3 separate regions of the Danio rerio genome follow, and regions 2 and 3 are each linked to region 1. The links are chromatin contacts, called in public Hi-C maps. All regions are on one chromosome and are shown on one strand. The core of a region is the stretch at or near the end of the contact, and the rest is flanking DNA. Distances in the headings are between cores, read along the strand shown. Region 1 holds the start of lbx2 (ladybird homeobox 2). Region 2 holds the start of nanos1 (nanos homolog 1). Region 3 holds the start of tlx2 (T cell leukemia homeobox 2).

The links. A called contact is a pair of places that touch in the nucleus more often than the background predicts.
Region 2: a contact with region 1 is called in a Hi-C map of an unstated tissue, with 2.9 times the contacts expected there. The contact joins the promoter of nanos1 here to the promoter of lbx2 in region 1. A contact is called at or near these places in 1 of 18 Hi-C or Micro-C datasets (an unstated tissue) and 1 of 4 datasets of contacts at active chromatin or transcription factors (embryo).
Region 3: a Hi-C map of embryo shows a contact between it and region 1, with 2.9 times the contacts expected there. The contact joins the promoter of tlx2 here to the promoter of lbx2 in region 1. A contact is called at or near these places in 2 of 18 Hi-C or Micro-C datasets (both in embryo).

Annotation. Positions count from the first base shown.
Region 1 is chr14:5,913,076-5,917,656 of GRCz12tu, forward strand. It overlaps lbx2 (ladybird homeobox 2), which reads left to right and starts at 2,593. Exons shown (of 2, transcript NM_001007134.1): 1 at 2,593-3,229; 2 at 4,561-4,581. The coding sequence starts at 2,902.
Region 2 is chr14:5,642,974-5,647,564 of GRCz12tu, forward strand. It overlaps nanos1 (nanos homolog 1), which reads left to right and starts at 2,546. Exons shown (of 1, transcript NM_001305661.1): 1 at 2,546-4,591. The coding sequence starts at 2,546. The coding sequence ends at 3,232.
Region 3 is chr14:6,205,666-6,209,998 of GRCz12tu, forward strand. tlx2 (T cell leukemia homeobox 2) reads right to left here and starts at 2,830. Exons shown (of 4, transcript NM_153651.2): 1 at 1,925-2,830. The coding sequence starts at 2,399.

The DNA of each region.
Region 1 (4,581 bases), core at 1,343-3,842:
CATTCTCCCTATCAGAAATCCTATCTATCCACATTACATTAATAGCCGTGTATCATTTAATAGGTTTAGCAGCTTTGCTCTGACCTGGCATTCCGGGGTGACCAATTCGTTAAGGACATTTGAAGCCGACTGGACTGATAAGAGTAATTATTTTTGCTCACCCTTTATAGGTTGTATTAGTTAATGTTAGTTAATGCATTTACTAACATGAACAAACAATGAACAACACATTTGTTGCAGTATTTATTGTTAGTTAACTAACGGTTCATTAACTATTGTTAACAAACACGAATTTGGATGTATTAGTAATTAATAGTGTTTTAGTAATAAATGCTGTACAAGCGTTGTTCATTATTAGTTCATGTTAGTAAATACATTAACTAATGAAACCTAATTGTAAAGTGTGACTTTATTTGTATTATTATTATTATTATTATTATTATTATTATTATTATTATTATTATTATTATTATTATTATTAACGCACATTTTAAACAAATGATAACAAATAATAGGCTGTGTTAAACCTATTTGATTTTATTTACAAAAATGTCAATTGTTGTTTTTTTATTGCATTTTAAATCTAATTAAATTTCTATGATAATATTTATAAAAAGCATGACCTTATTGAAATTTCAAATAGGTGTATTTCTTGTGTGCTCTGTAAAATTGTAAAAAGAAAAAATGTGCATTTCTGAAACAGATGTGACACGCGTAAACTCATTAGTATGTCTTTTGCAGTCTGGTTAGTTACATTTGTTCAATGCATTGGTGCTCATTTGCCATAAAATATTCTATTGAGTTTGGCCCTGTGTCGCCCACGTCGACCGCTTTGGACCCGCACTAATAGAATGTCGTGCTGTTTTTACTGCTCGTGAGCTGTTTGGCTCGTTTCAGTCCCTGTACGGATGTCACCATATGGTGCTCTTGGCACGGACAATGCGATATTTCAACCTGGCCATACATCGCAAATGACTCGTGTAAGAGAGACATCTATCACCCTAATCGATTATTGAAACCCTGTTAAATATTGTCAGATGTCAACGTCGCCGCTTGCTTTATTACCCAGTGTTTTATATTTATAGGGGGACCACCAAAATGTTCACCAGGCCTTAGCAAAGGTTTAAGCGAAGACATTTCAATTGTGTTTATTTTATAGGCCTGTTTACAATTTAGCAACTCAGTCATTAAGTGCCAAACCATTTCATTCATTTTACAAGTGATACAAATTTACCGTTTAAAACAATTAGGAGCACATCAAAAATAGATTATAAAGGCCTATAAAGGAAAAAAAAATGTTAATGTTTAAAAGCAAGGTGAATCGGACAAAGAAAACATATCGTAGCCTATTATGGATGCACCAAGAAATCACGACCTGTTGTGTAAGAATAAAAAAATAGATATGCTTTTGTTAAATATATTCTTCTGGTACATCAGCCGTTGCTTTCATATATCCGGTGCTTTCTAAAGAAAAAAACACGATGTATTCTTACCTGCATATTCTTGCGAGTCCCACGAGCATCATTTGAGATTCTCTCCGACGCGCATTGTGTCAGAACAGCAGTGCTGGAAGTAGGCTATATGCTGCTTTTTCTTCTTTACCCACGAGCATTTTTACAAATTCGTAGAATGGAACTGTCCAGTATATATATATATATATATATATATATATATATATATATATATATATATATATATATATATATATATATATATATATATATATATATAATTATTGATAAGTTCTTCAAGCGGTCTCTAAAATCATATGAAAAGGAAAAATTCCTGTCAAAAATATATAACGATAATAATCTTTTAAAAAAATGTATGCCCTTGCATAAAAAAGTCATTTAAGTATTGAAGAGGTTACTTCAAAAACCAACACATTTTGTTAGCATCAACATTGAAATGTATGGTGAAATTAGTGTAAAAAGGAATATACAAATTTGTGTATTTATATTGTGTAATATTATTGTTGTCCAATAACTGATGCGGCTTTCTCAGTAAAATAATTTGTATTGTGCTGAAAGCCTGGCGTTATGATGACAGCAGATACACAAGGTGTGAGACAATTACGCTGTCAAAACAGCCTCCAAAAGTGCAATAATCACACCCTGCAATATTAATTAGCAAGTTGTTGCCATTAGGGCAACTCTTGAATATATTATTACTGAAATATTGCATTTTTGAATGTCATCAATGTGGATTTTTATAGACATTTCTATAATGTTTCTGTACATTTTTCATCAATCATATTATTATTATTATTATTATCATCATTGTTGTTGTTTTGAAATTGAGTTGTTGTTTTAAAATGAAATTGTATTAATTAACGTACTGCTTTACTCAAGGCTGTGTTGGTGTTAATGAGCACACACTCTCCCTTTTCAGGGTGGTATACGGGTGGAGCACGTGGTTTTCCCTAAGTGGGAGTGGGATGCATCAACAGATGCATAAACATCCCGAGCCATCTCCCCTCTCTTTAAACTTCAGGGGGAAACTCCTCCTATTCTCGGTCCAATTCATTATTATGGTCTGGCCCTTTAAGACGACGGAGCAGCGGGTCAGCAAGTAGTGTAGTGTTTCTCTAATTGAACTTCACAAAAGCAATCAACAAGAACTCGTTAGCGGTTGCTTGCTGTTTTGAGGCTCCTTGAGACACTAAGGCTACACACGGTGAAGATCTTCATGGAGCAGCTCAGAGAACACCGCGTATGAGGACTAAAGTTCGGGTGCCTTCCTGCATGTGACGCCTGAAGCATGGTGCTTTTGGAGAGCCTCTTCAGAGTGAGGAACAACAACGATTTTTTGTAAAGAAAGGAACAGACAAGGCTTTTGTATGTATAAACAAGTTTGAGCGAGCTAGGTGACTTCTATTCGAAATAGTTTCTTGGGACTGAGATGACCTCCAGCTCTAAAGACATGAAAGCAGGATCCGTTTTGCAGTCCAGCGGCGAGGAGAGGCGGCGGGGTCCCTTGGACCAACTCCCACCTCCGGCCAACTCCAACAAGCCTCTCACCCCGTTCAGCATTGAGGATATCTTAAACAAGCCCTCCGTTAAGAAGTCCGTCGGTAGTTTGTGCCCTCCGCGGGTGCTGGAGAAAGTAACCGGCTCGAGCGCATCTCGGAACGGGATCAGCGCCCCGTCCTCGCCGTTGTGCGCGCTGGAGGAGCTGGCGAGCAAAACATTTAAGGGTTTGGAAGTCAGCGTTATACAAGCAGCAGAAGGTAAAAAGTTCATAATTATTAACGAATTATCGCACTTGTTTTCAATGCACATATGGATTTTTAGTGACGCTTTTGGAAAATGCGAGCCATCATTTTATAAATGCATGTTTTACACGACATCGATTAAACAAAATAGCCTTTTACGAACACATACAAATGTATGTGTACTATTTCTTACTTGTTAGTCAAAAGGAGCATATTTATTTCGCTTTTAGGTAAAAAAGAAGATAACCTTAGCTTATTTATTAAATTCTTTGTCATAGCCTACATATTTTTAAACCGAATTTCAATAGCGGTTCGTAGAGTGTGATTGTCACTATTTCAGGAATTTCACCCACCGCCCTGAAAATCAAAACTTCTTAGATTCTCAAGCAAATATCCCCTCTTAAAACAAGCAATCATTTTCTCGAATTGCTATTTTTAATTCATTTTTTTTTTATGAAATGTTTTGCCTTATCCGTTAATGTCAGTAGCTAAATTACCCTTTTCTACAGAACGAAGTTATTTTTATTTTCATATATATGATATATGATATATATGATATATGATATATATGATAAAAATCGACGTGCGTTTACGAGGATGTTAAAGTGATGGAAATCATTCATGTTTGCTTGACATATTTACTGAAAACAGTTCTAGATCATGACGTTCGTGTTGACATTGCAGAACTGTCTGTCTCTGTGGGTCAAACTAGCAGTTAAGGTCGTCGGTAATACGATTGAGGCCAGTCCTGTGGCGTGATAGGCTGCTTGATTAACACATCAAATATTTCAAATTTACTTGGCAATCAATAGTTCAGATGTTTTGGAAAGTTTCTCCCCTTCTTTCAAGAACAGCTGTTATGCAGCTGGAATGAACAACTGCGGCCTATCACATAACACAACAGTGTGTACACTCAAAAATAAAAGTTCTAATTTGAACCAAACAGGATTTTGCAGCTTGATTATGCAAAAAAAATCTTTAAAAATTATATGTACAGTTTGCTTTGTTGGTGTAAAATTTATAGAAACAAAACACTAATATAAAGAAGTTATTAAGGACTTTTTAGTCTCCAGAGAACCACATAGCAACTCAAGAAACATGTACATCCAAAAATAGGACCACCAAGGAACTTTGAGTAACCTTCATAGAAATTGTAGTCCAAATAAGCAAAAATAGGAAATCCAGTCAAGCTTTTTTACTTAATATAAATCTGTATATTGCTTGAGAATGACTTACCAACTTATATGAAATTGTATAGATCTCTCTCTCTCACACACACACTGCCTGCATGCATTATTTCTGTCATGTGTTCCTGGAAATCAACTCTCCTTTCTTTCCATTTTAAGGTCGTGAACACATCAACGCCT
Region 2 (4,591 bases), core at 1,296-3,795, 270 kb before region 1:
GATAGATAGATAGATAGATAGATAGATAGATAGATAGATAGATAGATAGATAGATAGATAGATAGATAGATAGATAGATAGATAGATAGATAGATAGACGGATGGAGAGATGGATGGAGAGATGGATGGATGGATAGTTGGTTGCTTGCTTGCTTGCTTGGATGGATGGATGGATTAGTTAATAGATGATCTATTACTTGATCTATTATGCAGATTGTTTTCACATTTAAGTGATATCCATGTTAGCTACCATATAAGGAATAAATAATGAAAAAATACTTTAATTTATTTTTAACATTCAACACATTTTGAAATAACAAAGATGACTGAATTCTGAAACATATGTTAATTATTAAAACATTAACATATTAACTAATTGTGTCTTATTAATACAACAGCATTCCTTAAAATCAGTCTCAAGAGAACATGAGTTTAGTTAGTAGATTCAAATTGAAAAGTGTCTGAAACCTCATGGAAAGCGTGCGAATGAACAGTAAGATCTACAATGTCTCTGGCCTGCAGGTGTGCACATGGCATGTTCTGCAGGAACAAAGAGCCCATGTGCACCACGACCCTCTGTTTCTAATGACACACATGTAATGTGATCCTGAACACATCCAGACTGCACTGTACAGAGCAGCAGAGCACAGAAAGAGGCCCTCTGTGACTGCGAGATGACACTGAGAGAGGAAATCCCACGTAATAATGTATCATTGTGAAGAAACTGCAATGCTCATTTTCCCTTCATATTTTGCCAGAGGACCATTTGATATTGTTGAACAAGGGCTGGATCTGTTCAGTGAGACCTATCTTTTTGTATTAGCAGTTATACTTTGAAACATTTTGTTTGTAGCAGTTTTATTGCAAGAGTAAAATTAAATTGACTTAAATTAAATTAAACTAAATTAAACAAGGTAAATATAATACAGATAATTTGATTTTGTTAATTGGGCATAAAAATATGCATATTTTTATTAGTATAATTTTACATACATGGGATGTGTAAAAATTGCATAGTATTCGCATTCTCAAATAATAATAATAATATTAATGATGATAATAATATTAATGATAATAAAACAATAAGCATAACCATAATTATTAAAATTAAATTGTTTAAAAATTTTATTGTTATTATTAAAGAATTACTATATTTTTTAAAGGTAACTGATTGCAAACAATTTATACACTGTATTAAATTCCAAGGATTTTACATGTTACTGTAATTTTTCACAGTAAATTACATTGCCACAGTGTACATTGCAACTAAGTGCCACTTTACAGGGTTTAACTGTTAAATTATACGCATTTTAATGTGAAATTAAGGCAGGCATCATGATTACAGTAAAGTACTGTAAAAATGCTTTATCTTTTGCGCATTAGTTATAGGAATTCAAACACTATTTATATTTTATTATACACAGAAATTAATACACATTAACTTTAATGCTATTACAGGCACCTTTTTATATTTAAAAAATATTTTATGAATTATTGGTATTATGAACTACCTTACAATAGTTTACTGTGGATTTACACACCTTACTGTGAAAGTAATGCAATTATTAACCATTAATTTACTGTAAATTTAAGGTCAGATATTTTGCATTGTATGGGCTGAATTCAATTTAGTAATGCTCAACTATTTTTTTATTTATTTTTAATTCAGCCTACACTGAAAAAAAGTTATGTCTGCAAAAAATTGTTGCAAACAATTTATGTGTTGAGTTTAAACAAACAAATTTAATTTAATAATGTTAAAATTTGTTTGTTTGTCTAAATTTAGCCCAAATAAATTGTTTATAACCACTTAACTTAAAAAACAAAATGAGCAAATCCAAGGAATCATCTTTGAGTCATATTTTTAGTGTATATAAATAGTTTAAGCCATTATATAAATTATATATATATATATATATATATATATATATATATATATATATATATGTTTATTTTTTTTATTTTTTTTAACTACAGTGAAATAATGTATTATTATTGTTGTTGTTGTTTTCATTATTATTATCATTATAATGTCAAATGTTGACATGAGCACATGAAGTATTAGCTACATTAGAATGCTAGCGTTTTGGTAGTATTTACTTGATTTTTTGTCAATCTGACAGAACACAAAGCTTACCTTTCTAAGCACTACAAAGTTAAACTTACAATTTGAAAATGATATTAATGATAATAATCATCATCTTAGACCAGATGACGTGTCACTGTCCCTTAAAACGAGCCATGATCAACGAGCAATCTCTCTATAACGAGCCCTGCTATATTTACGCCATCACAAAGCAGTGTCTGGTGTCATTCCACCGCAGTGAACAGTCGCTGGTCATGCAGGAAGAAAACACGCTGTGGATCCGCTGCTCAGAAACTTGCTTTGAAACAGAGCCCCGCCCTCCTCCTGCCTCTCCTGGAGCCTTATAACCAGATGCTGCTCCTCAGACGCACATACCCAAGAAACGCACTGGACTTGAGCGCACTTCCAAACCTGACGGAATATACATACATCGTGTTTGTTAAGCTGAGCGAAGCAGACATGGATTTTCTGAACCACAACTACTTGAGCGCGCGCGCCTCCTACGATTACACCTTTAATTTCTGGAATGACTATCTCGGCCTGTCCACGCTGGTGACCAAGAACAGCAAGCACAGCGTCCCGCAGAATCCCAACTCCATCACGGAGTCGCTGAAAGCCACCCTGGGCTTGGACGACAGCCCTCCGTGCCCGTGCGTAATGGGCGAAGGCGACAGCGGAGGACACCTGGATTCCTGCTGCTGCCCCCCGCCCGCCTCCATCTCCATCCTGGACCTGAAGGAGCGCTTCTCCATCCTGAGCCCCTTCCAGAACCAGAACCAAGGCTCGCTGCTGTCCTCCTCCCAGGAGAGGGAGATTGGCATAGGAGGGGGATTTGCAGGATTTGACCTGTTCGGCGTGGAGAGGAAGATGAGGAAACCTGCCGCGCGCAATAAGCAGGAGCCCAAGATCTGCGTCTTCTGTCGGAATAACGGCGCTCCGGAGGAGGTGTACGGCTCGCACGTGCTGAAAACCCCGGACGGGAGGGTCGTGTGCCCGATCCTGCGGGCGTACACATGCCCCCTGTGCAGTGCCAACGGGGACAACGCGCACACAATAAAATACTGCCCTCTCTCCAAAGACCAGCCTGCCCAGAGAGTGCTGAAGGGAGGCAGAGCTGTGGGCGGTAAGCGAGTGAAAATCTTCTAAAACAAAAAGGAAACGAACGACACGAGACTCCTATAGACTTCACATGTATTGCACTGAACATTTTCTTTCAGATGACTGTTCTGATTGACTGGCTTTCCCGAGTCTTAACTACTAGGCAAAACAAATAAGATGATATCAATGTTTTTGTTAAACGAAACACACAAAAAAAAATCTCTTATATTTTTATAGATACTTTATTTCCATAGTTTATCGCATACTTTATTCATAAAAAAGCTATTTTTGTTTCCTTTTCACGCATAGGTTTTTAGATGTTTATTCACGAGTCACGGTTTATGTGTGCGCGCGCGCGCGCGTCAGAGAGATGAGATGTTATTTTTGTCGAAAATGGGAAACGTGAATGTTGGCACCAGAGGAATATTTGCTCTTCTGTTCAGCTCGAGTATTTTACTTCACTGTAAGCAAAGCTTGCACCTCGTTTTTTTGTCTTTAAACCAAAGTTTATTTTTTTGCCATTAAGCGATTTTGAAGAATGTTCCACATGTCTTCGTTTATGAACTTTAATCCCATTCCCCTGAAAGTCCACTCCGCGGCTTCCCGACGTCTGCGAGCAGAGCAACACAATAGAGGCTCTGTTGCGCGTTCGTGTTGTCAGCATAACTTCATAATCGGACTAATTATTTCAAAACCCACTGACAGAGACGGGCATTTTACATTACAAGGTTCTTGTTTGACGCATACCGAATATTTTGGGATTTCCAGCAGCTCCAGAAAGCGTGTAAGATGAGCGCTGTAATGTAAAGTGCGTCCGCAGGCTATTCTTCTGCATGAGGTGCCCTTTCAATGTTTACACCCCTGCTAAGGGGAACACACACTGGAGACAAAACAAAAGTCCTATGGGTGCCTCTCTTCAGCTCGATACAAAGTTCACCTTTCTCCAAAACATCACAAGAGAGAGGTTTACAAGAAACAGCTCTTCAAGGGTCCACGGTGGAATATAGCACGTATGAATGTTCTTAATAAAAAGCTTTTTTTGTAAAAACAATGTATTTGCCCCCTTTTTGCATTATGTACAATAATAAACCCCAAAATACACGACTTTAAAAAAAAGGATGCAAACATATTGTGAATGTACAATTTGACTCTTGCAGGACTGCACATTTCTGACAGTTATGTTTACCAAAGTAAGTCGATTTGAATGAAGTAAGGAACATAGATTTGCTGTATTGTAAATAACGACATAAACAAATGAGAATTAAGTGATGTCTATTCAGTATTTTGCCGTTTAAAAGTGACTTCAGAGGGAACTACCTCACCAAGACTTTTGTACTTACATGTAAAATGTGGACAGCGGTTTATTAATATAGTGTACCATTTATAACAAGGGTTTATAATAGTATT
Region 3 (4,333 bases), core at 1,580-4,079, 290 kb after region 1:
ATATGTATAGATAAAAAATGGCATACACTGCGTTACCTTCCAGCGCAATTCAAAAAAGGGAAGATATAAAATATAATAATAAATGAGTGGCCCAAAGTGACTATGAGTAAAATTGATAAGCATATTTACAAAAGAGCTTTTGCAGTTGACATATCATTCTCTCATTTGAAAAATTAATGAGAATGGAGCGGAATTCTGAATATTTAATGCACAGAAATCCATATTCTTCTTCATTTTCATCTCGCTGTGAGTGACGTCATGTGAAGACGCGAACGGACTGTACAGAAAGCGGAGGATGATTTTATGGTTATAGACGAAACAAAAACAACAAGGTCCACATATTTTTTTTCATGAATAATTATCTCTAATACACTTATTAATATAAAGCACTTGCTAAATGATGTGTATAAATTGTATAATGTAATAATGGGCTTATCAAAATTATAGGATAATCGTGCACAAAGGTTTTTTTTTTTTGTTTGTTTTATTTTGTTTTTGTTTTTTTAGTCTCACCTGGAAATGTATCCAAAATCGTCCTCTGTTGGATCTCTATTGGTATTACGTTTGCGTAGATTAAAACGATTTGTCAACATGCCATTACGCATCACTACTGGCTCTGACACACTGGCAACATTTAGCTCCCTGCAACCACTGCATCATGATTCATTTGTCCTAAAGGCCCAGAGAGACAATAGCTCAAGAATATAGACGTGACATGGTGTCATAAAAAGGATTCCACAAGAAATTGTGATTTTAAAGCCATTGTGTTTTTATGAGCAATACAAGCTGAGTCTACAGGCCGAGGGGATGTTTGGTTCTGCTGTGCGCCGGAGTTCAATGCAACATCACGCGGGCTGTCTCAATATAAAAAAAAATGAATCGCCATAAACATTTTAGAAGATTATCTTTGTGTTACTTGTCAATTTTATTTAGATGTTCTGCTGGTTATAAGCTAATGGCGTGTTTAAGGGATTTCTGTAATTAATCGAAGCGCAATACGTTGTGTAAAACTTCATGTATTTTAGCTAAAGAAAAAAAGAACAACAACTAGCTATGAAAATCATCGACCTGAATATAATAAAAACACTGAACATCAGTTCATTTTAGAATAAAGTAAATGTTGCTCTAGACAAAAAAATAATCTTGAGTATACTGTTAATCCAAGATATTTACGCACGTATTCTTTTATATGCAATCTTAAATTAAATGTGATTATATTATATCTAAATTAAATTAGATTAAATGTGAATATATTATATGTAAATGGTAAAAAGAAATCTTAAAGCATTTTAATGTTTTACGTTTTGAAGATGTTAAGAGGCATATACTAGTTATTTTTATTTAATTTATGCATTTATTGCTTACAATATTAATATATCCTATTCTTTATTCAAGCAATCCTTTAATTGTTTTAAAAGTAGCAGTATTACTGCACGCAACGGTAATGTAAAAATAGCGTAGCAGTTTATGTGTTGTTATTATTATTCATATTTATGTGTTGTTTCTCTGCTGCTGTTTTTTTAAACGTCTGCATTTTTATAGAAATTTATGGTCTTAATTTTCCATTCAATATACATTTATGGGCTTAATTTACATCAATTTACGTTAATTCAGCATGTTCTCTCTACGTAAAATTAATCCATTCAGTGAGGTACACTCTAAAAATGCTGGGTTGTCATAACACAACGTCGGGTCAATGTTTTTAATTAATTTTAAATAAAAAAGTCTTTTTAATCTAACAGCTGGGTTTGTCCATTTTGACCCAACGTTAGGCTACAACAACCCTGCATTTTCAGACTGTATTGATATTAGTTATAGCTAGACATTGACTGAAAAGCAAACGGATTGTCAGTCCTCGTTATCATTGGTCATAATTACACTATTTCTCCCAAAATTAATGGCTTTAAATATCATCAAGTGTTACCTGTCAGTCTATCCTTCGCAAACCTTCTGCTGCTCTCCATCCAGGGGAACGTGAAACTGTGGGGGCTGCCCATACTGGGTACTGTGGGCATAGTGGGAATTCCCGCCGCGATGCTCGGTGGATGGCCAGCCGTCGGTTGGTGAGGTGCGGGTGGCATGGGTCTGTGGGCCGGGACGCGGATGACACCTCCAGCGTTCCCCGAGTTCACATTAACGTTCATATTCATGCTCACATTCATGTTCATGTTTACGTTGTAGGAACCTGCTAGTCCTGCCGCCATCGAACAGGCCGGATACATGCTGTTGTAGCCGTTGTAGACGTTCGGCGTGAGCGCGTAGTCCGGGTCGCCGGTTCGGCTGGGCAGCATGCAACTACTCGACTGGTCCGAGCCATTGAGGATCTGATCTATTCCAAAGCTGATGGTTTCGTGCTGCTGGTGGGTCTGGTTCACCTCTTCGATCCCCGTGTGCTCCATCTCCGCGGTTCTATATGTTACGCACAGCTTGGAAGGTTGTTTAATTCCTAAAACTTAGATTTATTCCCAAAGGTGTTTATTTAGAAAACAAAAAAACAAAAAATATTCTTCCTTGGAGTGTTTAGAGCCCATGCAATTAATATCAATGCCACACCACACACACATACAAAAAATACGAACAGAAATCACTCCCTCGCGATCAAATCGGCGTTATCCAACACTTTCTTGCACTGCGTCTGTCTGTTGCTCAGTTCCATGATGATGCCTAAAAAGCAGCTCGACCGTGCTCCGCGGTTAAACCCCGGAGTGATGAGTTGCCAAGTTGTAGCAAAGAAAACTGACGCGTTTCTGGAGTACCTCAGAAAGGCGCACGGCCCAGACTTGAGCTCATCGCTGTTATCTAAAGTGAAGTGTTAACTGTCCGATACGTGCATATTAATTGTCGTGAGCTGAAAATGTCCTGTTCACGCTCCTCTTGAAGTGATCTCGAGCAGGTGAGACAAACCCCTTCTGCCCAAACTCTGTCACGCGCCTCTCCATTGGCTCTTGCGCGCTTCTGTAGACAATGCCTCTCGCCCGCACCCCGCTCTTAAAGAGCCCGTTCTGTTTTTTTACTAGGGCTGTTTCACAGTTCACGCTTTAAAATAAACCGTTTCATGTTCATGGAGGGAATAAAAATAGCAGTAGAGTTATGATAAAATTTTTTGATGCAATTATAGTTTAACAATATTTTTCTCAGTTTCTCTAAAAAATAGCAATGAGGCATTTTTTGGAGTTATCAATGTTTTTGGGGAAATTGTTTGGCAAATTAAAATCTGTGTGGTTACCCAGCTTGCAGGAAGCCATTTTGATGTCATGTGACAATAAAACGTACAACAGGCTGTGGGTCAAGGTCAATTTTTTAACACATTTAATTGTTTCTATTGTTGCTTAAAACTTGTTGTGCTTCATTAATATGGCGTATTTTTCTTAATACATGGATATTTGTATAGTTTATGGTATACAGTCTCAAATGAAACCAACCTGAATAGAAAAATAATGGATTTAACGTAATGGCTTAATTATCTTGTTTGCTAACCTTTTTAAGGTAAGACATTTTTCTGACCTAATAATAATAATAATAATAATAATAATAATAATAATAAGGTCATACGCCGCATTAAAAAAAACATATGCCAGAATAATTGGCGATTTATTCCGCTGTGGCGGCCCCTGATGAGTTAGGGATTATAGTGAGTGAACAATAGGCTAATATATTATTATTAATAATAATTATAGTAACAATGACAATAATAATAATAATAATAATAATAATAATAATAATAATAATAATAATAATTGCGCCTGGAAAGTCATACGCCGCATAAAAAAACATATGCCAGAGTAATTGGCGGTTTATTCCGCTGTGGCGACCCCTGATGAATCGGGCAGGCCTACTAAGCCCATGTATAGTAAATAATAATAATAATAATAATAATAATAATAATAATAATAATAAACACATTTGATGTTTAATGATTTGAAAGACAACATGCCAAACTAATGCATATTACTATTAATTTCCCCATTGATTAAAAACCTAAATGTTCGGATCAATTAAGAAAAGGGCTCTTAAGGTTTCGTCAAGGGTACAGAAACATGCAGCTTTACACATGGCAATGCGTTTGCTTAATCAAATGAAACTGAATTTCATTGAAGTGCACTTGCCTTTGGCTGCGTAAAATAAAGGGCCAAGCCAGAGAAGCATCAGTTGCCTTTAGTGATGCAGAAGCCGGTGTGATTGGCGCAAATAATTTAACCTTTTTTTCGCCTGAAGCTACAGTGGAAGATTCTCCTCTTTCAATTCAATAAAAATGAAAAATGGCGCATAATAAAACCTGAAAGCAAGGAAAACGAATTTAATATATCATCGTTTTATTACGTACTTATTTCAG